3 separate regions of the Mus musculus genome follow, and all the other regions are linked to region 1. A link is a contact called in public promoter capture Hi-C data. All regions are on one chromosome and are shown on one strand. The core of a region is the stretch at or near the end of the contact, and the rest is flanking DNA. Distances in the headings are between cores, read along the strand shown. Region 1 holds the start of Tmprss6 (transmembrane serine protease 6). Region 2 holds the start of Foxred2 (FAD-dependent oxidoreductase domain containing 2). Region 3 holds the start of Mfng (MFNG O-fucosylpeptide 3-beta-N-acetylglucosaminyltransferase).

Region 1 (3,366 bases), core at 375-2,874:
ATGGGGCGACCATGTATCCAGGCACTGAGCCTCTTCCTCATCTCATTGCCTGTGGGAAGTAGGGCTCCGTGGCTTAGATCCAGAAAGGATGCTGAGTCTGCCTCTAACCCCTCACCTCTGTGACTGGATGTCACCCCATTTTATTAGAGCTCTCATAGAGATACGCTGGATATGGGGGTGGGGGTCACAGTGAATACAGAGCTCCCACCTCCATCTTCTGTACCCACGAGGATGACCACACCACAGCTTTTGCTATTAGACAATGGCTTGAATTTTCCCGAAGCCCAGTCCATCATAAAAATGGTACCTTCCTGAGAAGGTACCGCACTGAGAACCCACAGCCTTCCTGTGCAGCCCAGACCAGCCTTGGACTCAAAAGTCGCTCCCCACCCCCCCATCAGTGCAACTGACCAGGTGGGTGTGCTCTCTGACCCATGCATAATGTGGAGACCCTTGAAGGACACAATCTTCTCCCCTGGTAGACTGGGCAACAGCTCTGCACCCTCTTCCACCCTCTTGACAGTGGAGAGCCTTGTCCACCCTCTGCGGGCTGAGCTCACAGGTAGCACAGTGGAGATCTGGATTTGACCACAGTGTGAGAGTTCCACTCCAGTCATGGACTGCACGGCAACACACAAGCCCATTTCACCTCCAGCAACCTTGGCTGTTTGCTTCAATGTCTCCTCCTTTTAGTGGTTGGTGAATCAAAAGTCCTGGGAGATGAATTCCCTAAGACTGGCAGAAGGCCCAAGTCGGGACTCTGACCCAAGGACATGGGAAGTACATCTTGGCACTTAGCGGAAGCCCTGCTGTGAACCACTGAAGCTAGGGGCCTGAGTGTGAGCCATGGGGAAGGGATGGTTAGGAGCTCTGGCCACACACATGACCCATGTGCACCCACCTCCAGATGTGTAGAGATGGAGATGCATGCATGCGCGCACGCACATACAGGCACGAACACATGAATACACGTACACATACCTGCACACACACATGCACACACACACACACACACACACACACACACCAGCTCCAGGCTACAAGCCAAGAGTCCTGTGTGTAGATCCCACATGGATACAGATTAGGGCTTGGGCTCTCTCTTGCTCTCCAGAAAGCCTGGGATGTGAAGTTGTATATGAAATGAGAAATTAGGCAACCAGGTCCATACACTGGGCCTCCCCTTTCTCTGCACACCCGAATCGCAGGCCACCGGGTCCCTGGAAGCCCTCTGGTACCCTGCACCCTCAGCTGCGCTAGGTTCGCTCCACCTAACCTTCCCCAACAGCAGCTTGGTGCACCCTGTGGCCTCTATGCCAGGTCACTCTGGCCGAGGAGCCCCTGCAAGCCGTTCAAAGGCCTAGTCACCAGGCTATTGACCAGAGATCCTGGTTCTCTGTCCCAGAGGCCCCTGCTTACCTTCAAGAGTGGAAGGTAGGTGCCGGGCCTGCACACAGGCCTGGAGGCCTCTGTTTATCCAGGCCAAGGTCTTTCCACCCCCAACTGGCCAGCTTAGGTTGGATCAATGGCCTGGAGCCATGGCTGGGGTGTCTGGCCCTTGTCCCTTGTGGCCTGTGGCCCCAAGTTCCATGGGCCTCTCCTGTCAGGTCCAGGGCGACAATGAAACTGAACACAGGTAAACAGGCAGGAGGCAGGAGGCAAGTAGTTAGTGCCCGCCTCTCTAACCCCGCCCTGCCCCATGGGTGCCCAGGGGGCTGGACCTGCAGGAGCAGGAGACCTGAGCTCTCCCCCGGGGCCTGTTGCTTGGTGATATTCCTGCCTGGTTACAGCCCCTGGTCCCCTAACAGGGTGAATGGGAAACTGCAGAGGCAGATTCAGGTGAGAACAGGGGCTCACACAGCTGACACTGGCCAGAAAGTCCTGGGCCCGTGACTTCTGGGGATAGGAGAGAAGTGGGCCGGGGGAGAGGTGCACTTGACACTCTCTTCCATGAATCTAGGAATTACTGGTATTCTACAAAACCCTGCTGTCCACTGGCCACACATGTCCCTTGGACATGAAATAGAGCCAGAATGAGCAGAGATGGGCTCTTAGGTAAGACACGTTCCAGATCATGAGCAAGAAAAACAACATTATGAACTAACCAGTAACCCCCTGGAGCTCATGTCTCTAGCTGCATATGAATCAGAAAATGGCCTAGTTGGCCATCAGTGGAAAGAGAGGCCCATTAGTCGTGCAAACTTTATATGCCTCATTCCAGGAGAACGACAGGGCCAAGAAGTGAGAGTGGGTGGGTGGGGGAGTGGGTGGGGGAGTGTGTTGGGGACTTTTGGGATAGCATTGGAAATGTAAATGAAATAAATACCCAAGAAAAATAAATAAATAAAAAAAAAGTCAGTCGTTGCATTGCTCATTTGGGTACTGATTGCAGATTGAAATGTTAGCTTGGCTGCTCTCTTGGGCTAGAGGAGCTGTGCAAAGATGAGTCCCACCTACTTTTCTGTGTTTTGATGGGATCTAGAAAACTGAGGCGACAAGCGAGGCTCATGTTAGAATTAGATGGGACAGTGCTGCTGCAGAGGGACTGAGTCTCACCCAGACACGTGATCACCATGTAGCAGCTGGAGACTGGGGAGCGAGGAAAGAGAGTGTGCAAGCTGGGAAGGAAAGGATGGACCCTCACAGGGTCAAGGGTCAGACCTACAAGTTTGGGCAAGGGCCCAAGCAAGAGCTGTCAGGGCATGATGGTAAGGAGAGCTACCGGCCAGGTCACATGGTGTGAGCCAGGGGTTCCTGTAGAGAACTGTGTGTGAATTTGAGGCTCAGTGTGCTGTGAACATGTGTTTCCCCATGTGTGTGCGTGTGTGTGTGTGTGTGTGTTGGTGCGTGCACACCAGGCATGTAGGAAATATGTGTACAGTGTAGAGTATATGTGTGGACAGATGATGTATGTTAAGAATGTATATCTGGGGCGTGTAAAAATCAAATGGATGATAGCCATGCCTGTAGGGTGGAGTGGGTCTGTGTAGGCCGTGGAGCGTGGGGATCTGCGTGTGAGCGTAAGTGGGTATGTGCCTGTCCACAGAGTGAGACGGACATGGGTTGTGAGGCACAGATGGAGCAAGAGATGTGCACGGGGCGTGAGGGGCAGTATGGGAAGCTATGGAGGGTGAACTGAGTGTGGAGAGAGTGTGAAGAAATGCCTGCTCTGAGATGCCGGCAGCATGGTCAGTGGACATAGGCCATTCTGGGCTAGAGGAAGCAGGGTGGATCCCTGGCCCCAAGTCATGATCCCTGGATGTTTCATTGGCGCCATTAGCCCTGTCTGGGCCAACAAGAAAACGGTTCGTGAAAGCCTAGCATGGTGGGAATGGAAAGGTCTTGTAGCTGGGTATGACTCAGCGTGAA
Region 2 (3,366 bases), core at 354-2,853, 510 kb before region 1:
TGAGTTCCAGGACAGCCAGGGCTACACAGAGAAACCCTGTCTTGGAAAAAGGAAGAAAGAAAGAAAGAAAGAAAGAAAGAAAGAAAGAAAGAAAGAGGGAGGGAGGGAGGGAGGGAGGGAGGGAGGGAGGGAGAGAGAGAGAGAGAGAGAGAAAGAAAGAGTAGTAGTGAAAGAAAGAATATGTAGTGTAGTAGTGTCAAAAGGCTGGACCTGCCTGCATGGGTTGCTGGCTATAAGCTAAGCTCACAGGCAGTATTCAACACCACAGGACCATGGCGAAGGCAATAGAGCCTGGCAAATCCTGTACGATAAATTGCTAGATTTCCCCAAACATACTCAGCCACAGCTTTGTAAGGACGCACCTTAAAAAAGTTTTGCTTGGCACTGAACCCCATTGGGAGCAAGAAGTAGCCCCTTTCTCATTCTCTCCAATCTCGAGGCCAATTCGGCTGTGTCCTGAGGCTCCTTACCTGCACTGGTAAACCTGGCCCTTCTGGTCCGTCAGAATGAAGTAATGGCCGTTCCAGGCTTGTGGATCCTTGTCCAGGGTCACATGGGTGATGTTTGTGTTGTATAACACATGGAGCCCCAGGCGCCGCGCGAAGTCACCCAGGTAGCGCACCATGTCGCTGGCGTCGGGGAAGTAAGCCTGCGAGTAGTGTCTGAAGAGCAGGTGTGGGTCGTCGCTGAGCAGCGAGTTCCAGTCGTGGCGGAGGTTGAACTCGGCGTTGGCCTTGCCCGTGTGCCGCTTGTTGATGCTGATGAGCTTGCGGTGGCGCGGGTAGCGAGTGAAGAAGCTGCCAGGTGCGGACTCGCGTTCGAATACCTCGTAGTCCCTGCCGGCTCGATGCAGGAAGGCGGCCATCTGCAGGCCCGCAGGACCGGCGCCCAGGACGCAGTAGTCCCGGTGCGGACGGGAACACACTGCCAGGTGCAAGGCTAGGGCCACCAGCAGCCCCGAGGGACCCATCCTGCAGCACAGTAGAGGAGAGGCCTCGCACCTCGTGGCTGGCAGCTGGTGACAGCCGGCTTTCCCGAGGAACGAGAAACCAGGCGCTTGAGCCTCCCAGGGATCTGGAGCGGGGCTAGTACTGAACCCCGGGACCTAGGGGCTCATCTATCCCGTCTCCATCTCTTTCAGGTAGGATCAAGGGCCCACAGGAATTCTGAATCCCCAGCTCATCTCCATAGTCCACTTTCCTAGGGTGTCAGACTCCCTTATTGTCATGGTAATTTCCACCCCAAAGGAGAGGCAGTTTCCCCAATTTCCACTCATTTTGGATGTGCCCTGCATTTTGGGAGGAGGTCTTCCCAGGTGGACCCTTCAGAGGTTCTGGTTGGTCTACCCACCTTTCACCCTGGGGGTGGGGGTACGGGACCCTGAAGGAGGTGTGGCTTCTAAGGCCCCGCCCCAGCCCCCCGGATCACGTGAGGATGCCCCAGCACACCTGCCGCGGTCTCCGCTATCCCGCACTGCTTCTGGCGCGTGCGCGGTCCCCAGGCTGAGCTTCCGACCCGCACGCTGCCGCCACCGGTAGCCCAGCGATGCTCCCACGACAGGCTGCAGTGGAGGGAAGCTACGGCTGACTCGCGCCACAGCGGCCACGCCCCTCCCCACTCCGGGCCAATAGCAGGGGGCGGGTCACGTGTGCCACGCGCAGCACGCCGGGACTGGTGGGGCGGCCGGGGCGCGAGTGGCGCACACGTGCTGTGAGCGCTGTTTCTGAGGGTAGAGGTGCCTTGGGGAACAGCAGGTCCATGATGGGACGCCTGGCCCTTCCTTTTGATTTGTACTAATCCTTGTGCCAGAAGATGAGAGATTTTTGGAGAAAACCTTGCCATTTATATCCCTTTATTACTGTAGAAGACTGAACCTAATTGGCCAGTCAATTTTGTGGGACTGAGGAGAGGCCAAGACAGATGAACCAATTATTGTCTTAGAGTCTTGATCGTTCAGTTGTACGAAGGGTGGCCAAGGGAAGCGATTCCCAGCACTTTGTAACTGACTCGTCAATACAAAGTGACAAGGTTTGCATAAAACAAAGATAAAGCTAAGTGGGTTTTGAGACAGCATAGTGGCTCACTCTTGTATGTCCAGCAATCGTGAGACTGAGACAAGAGGACTGTGTGAAATCCTGCTTCAAACTCCCCAACCCAGAGGCTCAAACTGCAATTCTGTGTAGGAAGGAGGATTTGAATATTCAGGCTAGCTCCCTAGACCAAGTTACTCACCTGGCTAATTAGAATACTGTGTGCCTTTTGGAGGAAAGGATAGCGACCTTCACAAGGCGATGCAGAAGCTGAGGGTTCTTAGGAAAAACATCTGGGAAGGACTTTACCAGCTTTGCGTGACTGTAGCTGCTTCCCATTAAAAAGGAGCCTTGCTCCTGGAAGCCTAATCGGAACCCCGCCCACTTGCAGCTTCCCTCATTTGCCCTTAGAAATTTACGTTTATGATTTTCCTGGTGAAAGAAAGCACACCCGGAATGCTGGTGTTTTCTTTAGAGCCTGCACTAAAGAAATCCGCCCTGGGGGCAGACATAAACTTTAGTTTATTGTCATTGTGGAGACCTCAGCCCACAGGTTTAGTTTGGAGCTATCCTGGGTAGACAAGGTATCTCACCGAAAATAAAGCCGAGCATTTCATAGATACTGTGGAGAGGATGGGCAGGCACCAAAAGGAACTAGAAAGTTGGTCTGCCTTTGGTGATGGAAATGGAATGATCAGGAGCCCCACGCCTGGCTAAGGTGCAGGATTCCCAGCCATTGATCTACAGCCCACAGCGCAGGGCTACAGGAGCTTCTTGTAGGTGGATTGGACCAAGGGATCTGGATTCTGGGCCACTCCTGAAGCCCAAGACATTTGTCACACTATTTTATGTTGTTTGCACTCTACATTAAAATCTCAGTCAGGGCTGCTCCAAGTCTGAGATTCTCAGAAACGCCAAGGTTTCTGCTCAGCATCCTTTGCTGGCCTCTTTAAGTTAGTTCAATTATGTTGCTGAAACCTGCCTCTTTAGTAAGGCAATCCCCATCCTGTTTCCTTTTCTCCATAGCTCTGCTCCCACTCACACCCCAGTTCTGAAGGGGCAGGTGAGAATGCCCAGGCAGGCAGGCCAATTACTGAAGTGTTCAGCAGAGCACTCAGTCCACAGCCTTTAAACACATGTTCTTACGTGACACGTTGCTTTGTGCAGACTGGCTTGAGATGTTCTCCAGCCCTTGTAAGCTACCCAACAGACACTCTGAAGATGTCTTCCTCAAGGGCCACCTCCCAACCACACCCTGTCCTTGGAGAGAGTTTCAAAGGCACACCTAGGTCGCTAGGGACAGACAGCACAGTTCATCCTTCCTCAGGCTGGGACA
Region 3 (3,366 bases), core at 275-2,774, 300 kb after region 1:
TCATAAACAGGAAGGTCTGTGCGGAGGGCCAGCCCTGCTGGCTTCCGTGGAGGAACCACGGTCTCCTCCAGACAAGAAGGGGGGAGGCTGGGGGGGAGGGGTTGGGGGCTACAGGGAGCTCTACCAGGGAAGAACTCATGCCTGTACCGGACATTATGCCAGGAAACGGGGAGGGGGAGGGCATCCTTTTCAGGTACCCCCACCTCTCCCTCACTAAACTACCTCCTCTCCTTGGCCTCCCCACCAAAGGCTCAGTCACTTCCGCTCACAGAGCCAGCAGCCACCATGGGGACATAGTGTGTGTGTGCACAAGTGCATGAGTTCTGCTACCTCCCCTGACGTGGTCCCCAATGCCCCCCATACCCACACCCATCCCTGGCTTTGCTTGATGGGGTCTTGAGTATGGGGAGAGAGACTCTGCTTTCAGGAAACACACTCATTACTCTCATGCCTTCTTATTACTGTATTTAGCATGCCTAGCCCTGTGTATGAGCACAGGTATACACACACACACACACACACACATTCCATATGCCTTGGCAGATCTCCCCTCACCTTGACCTCCAGCCCACACGACCTCACCCACTGCCTCCCATCCCAACCACAGCACAGGAAACGGAGAAGCTAGACAGGGCCCTCACACCCTGGGCAGCACAGCAGGGCAGGAACTGAGAGGAAGCCTCCCTCAAGCAGGCCCCACCTCCATGTCTCTCCAGCATCCACATCACACCCCTGCCTCACACAGCCCCATCCATGCCCAGAGCTGAGGTGCGCAGCTACTCGGTCCTGGTGGGTTTTCACCTTAACACCCACCAGAATCTTCAGGCAAGTTAGGGTCAAGAATCTAGGAGATGAGGGGGACCCAAGAGGAGCCTAGGACAGAGGTGCCACATGGAACCCAACAGAGATAGACCTGTGAGTCTAAGGAGGCCCTGGAGTGTGGCAGTGGGGATGGGGGTGGGCACGGAAGAAGTGGAGAGACCCCAGAAGGAACCACTCCCTGGTGGTCAGCTTTTCCCCAGACCACCAGGAAGACCCCTGGGAGCCCCCCAGCCAGGAGTGCTCTCTCAGACTTCAAGGCAGCCCCCGCCTGTCACCTGTTGCCTGATCCTGGAGACCCACGTGTCTAGTAGCAGGTCCAGGCGGGAGCGATGGAAGGCCCAGGTAGTCTTGACTGCGATGAAGATGTCGCCTAGCTGCAGCTCCAGGGGTCCTGGGTTCCGTTGGTTCAGCCTGAGCGCGCCCTGTATCATCCTCTGGGACAAACTTGAGTGGTATCGTAGAGACAGGAGCCCCACGCACAGGAGGGTAAAGAGGGCTCCCGCCATGCCCCGAAAAAGTCGGCAGTGCATTGGTAGCAGGCCCCCAGACAGTTCAGCCCCCGACTCCCCAATCAGTCTGGGGTGGGAGGCTGGTCAGGAGGGGGCCCTGGTACAGGCAAAAGTCTGGCAGGCATCGGGGGCACACACCAACGGGAAAGGAGGAAGCTGGGTCTCTGGACCCAGAGACTGAGCCACCACCGTCCTGCCAGCCGGCAGAGGCCACCAGCCCGCCACCTGCTCCTCAGCCCTCCCTCCGGGCCACTTAGCTCCTGGCCCCGCCCCTGCCTCAGCCCGAGGGGCGGGGCTAGGCCTGGGAAGCCCCAGAGGCAGCTGCTGGGAGCCACCCACTGGAAGAGGCACAGGGCCCTGCCAGCTGCTGCAGCCACACCAAACCCTCCACGAGGTGGGAAGAAGCCACTCCAGCCTTCCTATGCCTCACAGTCCTTTCTCTGGCTCCTAGAATAGCCAGGATCCTGTCCAGCCAGCCTCAGGTCCTGGCTCATTCTCCCTCCTGCTGGCCCTTCCCATCATCCACCATGCATCAGGCCTACATCTATCACAGGGCCATGCCCACCATAGCATGCTGCCTAGATTCTTGCTTTCTTTGAATCTTTACACAGACATTATTTCTGCCATGAGGCTTTTCCTGCCCATTTTAAACAGCCCTCCTTCCCAGCCCCCAAGCCTAGACCCTTCTAACTTCTTGCTGTATGGTGTATTTTACATATTTATTGTCTTACTTATGATACTACTGAGGCAGGGGGTATTCTCTTTTGTTGACTATCCAGAACCCAGTACGGTACCTGGTACATACTGGGCACTTGATCAATACTTGTTAATTATGTTAATTAAGCACAGGAAAGTGCTTGGTGGCTGTGAATGGATCTAAGCCTGCTAAAGGCTCCTGGAGCACTAGGACAATGAGGTGTCAGCCTCAGCCTGTCCCCTTCACAGCTCACCTCCTCAGAACAGTGCCACCAAGGAAAAGCCTAGGCTTGGGGCTGGGTTCAGATCCCAGCTAGGGCCACAACCTGGCTGTATGGCTGTCGACAAGATACCTCTATCATTTACGAAATGATGGTGAGGGACTCCAAGATGGCTCAGCAGGTGAAGGTGCTTGCCACCAAGCCTGTGGATGGACCTGAGTTCAATTCCCAGGGACATGCCCCCTCCAGCAAGTTGTTCCCTGGCCTTGTGTGTGTTGCCACAGCAAGTTGTGTGCATGCACATCTGACAGGTGTGCATCACCATAGCAAATTCCTTAAAGGGATCTCGGGGCAGGTGAGAGGTGAGAGGGCTCAGCAGAAAAGGCAGCTTGCTGACACGCTGACTGCCTGAGTTTGATTCCCAGGACCCACATGACAAAAAGGGAGAACGGCTCCTGAACCTTATATACACAGTGCACTCTTGCTATTGCATGCGCGCGCGCACACACACACACACACACACACACACACACACAGTGAACATTTTTGTAAGTGAAATTCTAACCTCAAAGCCCAAGGACACCTCTTCCAGTCTGTCTCTCTAGACTGCTCCCCCGGAGGTAACCATGCTCACTCTGGGGGCTGTCTCTTGGGGACAGCCACACACCCACAATTTGCCAGGCTCCTTAAGCCACTCCTGGCCTCCTGGCTTCAAGTGACCTGAGCAGAGGACACTCTGTTGATGAGGAAGGCCGGGCTGAGGGCCCCCCACCTGGCACTGGGGCAGGTAAGGTGACTCCAGCACAGATGGCGGGCGTCTCTGGGAGGAGCCAAGGAAATATGACCCTCCCCACAAACTGAACAAACTGGCAGGGACTTGAAAGGTGGGATCCGCTGGGGATGGGGATGGGGACAAAGGGGACAGGGCCCCCAGGCCAGGCATGGAAGCAAGCATAAGGTCACCAACTTCTATGACAAACTTTAATGACTCATTGTGTGCAGCTTGAATGAAAAGGCCCGGGGAATCACCCACAAGCCTAACATTGGGATGGCCTAGCAGCACCACCACCCTGGCCTCCTGGAGGCAGGCGGGGAACAGAAAGCCAGCCGAGAGAACA

The links. Promoter capture Hi-C pulls out the DNA fragments that hold promoters and counts their contacts. Capture Hi-C pulls out chosen DNA fragments and counts their contacts.
Region 2: a contact with region 1 is called in a promoter capture Hi-C map of stem cell-derived epiblast-like cells, with 4 times the contacts expected there. The contact joins the promoter of Foxred2 here to the promoter of Tmprss6 in region 1. A contact is called at or near these places in 1 of 39 promoter capture datasets (stem cell-derived epiblast-like cells) and 1 of 115 datasets of contacts at active chromatin or transcription factors (bone marrow-derived macrophages).
Region 3: a promoter capture Hi-C map of liver shows a contact between it and region 1, with 2.7 times the contacts expected there. The contact joins the promoter of Mfng here to the promoter of Tmprss6 in region 1. A contact is called at or near these places in 5 of 39 promoter capture datasets (the 3T3-L1 cell line, the SN4741 cell line, embryonic stem cells and 2 more), 1 of 484 Hi-C or Micro-C datasets (bone marrow-derived macrophages), 3 of 115 datasets of contacts at active chromatin or transcription factors (large pre-B cells, memory CD8 T cells and pancreatic cancer cells) and 4 of 9 other capture datasets (adipose tissue, embryonic stem cells, liver and 1 more).

What each region holds. Positions count from the first base shown.
Region 1 is chr15:78,467,010-78,470,375 of GRCm38.p6, forward strand. It overlaps Tmprss6 (transmembrane serine protease 6), which reads right to left and starts at 1,625. Exons shown (of 18, transcript NM_027902.2): 1 at 1,417-1,625.
Region 2 is chr15:77,955,119-77,958,484 of GRCm38.p6, forward strand. Foxred2 (FAD-dependent oxidoreductase domain containing 2) reads right to left here and starts at 1,604. Exons shown (of 9, transcript NM_001017983.2): 1 at 1,449-1,604; 2 at 471-971. The coding sequence starts at 970.
Region 3 is chr15:78,771,921-78,775,286 of GRCm38.p6, forward strand. Mfng (MFNG O-fucosylpeptide 3-beta-N-acetylglucosaminyltransferase) reads right to left here and starts at 1,525. Exons shown (of 8, transcript NM_008595.2): 1 at 1,098-1,525. The coding sequence starts at 1,352. Card10 (caspase recruitment domain family, member 10) reads right to left here. Exons shown (of 21, transcript NM_130859.2): 21 at 3,216-3,366.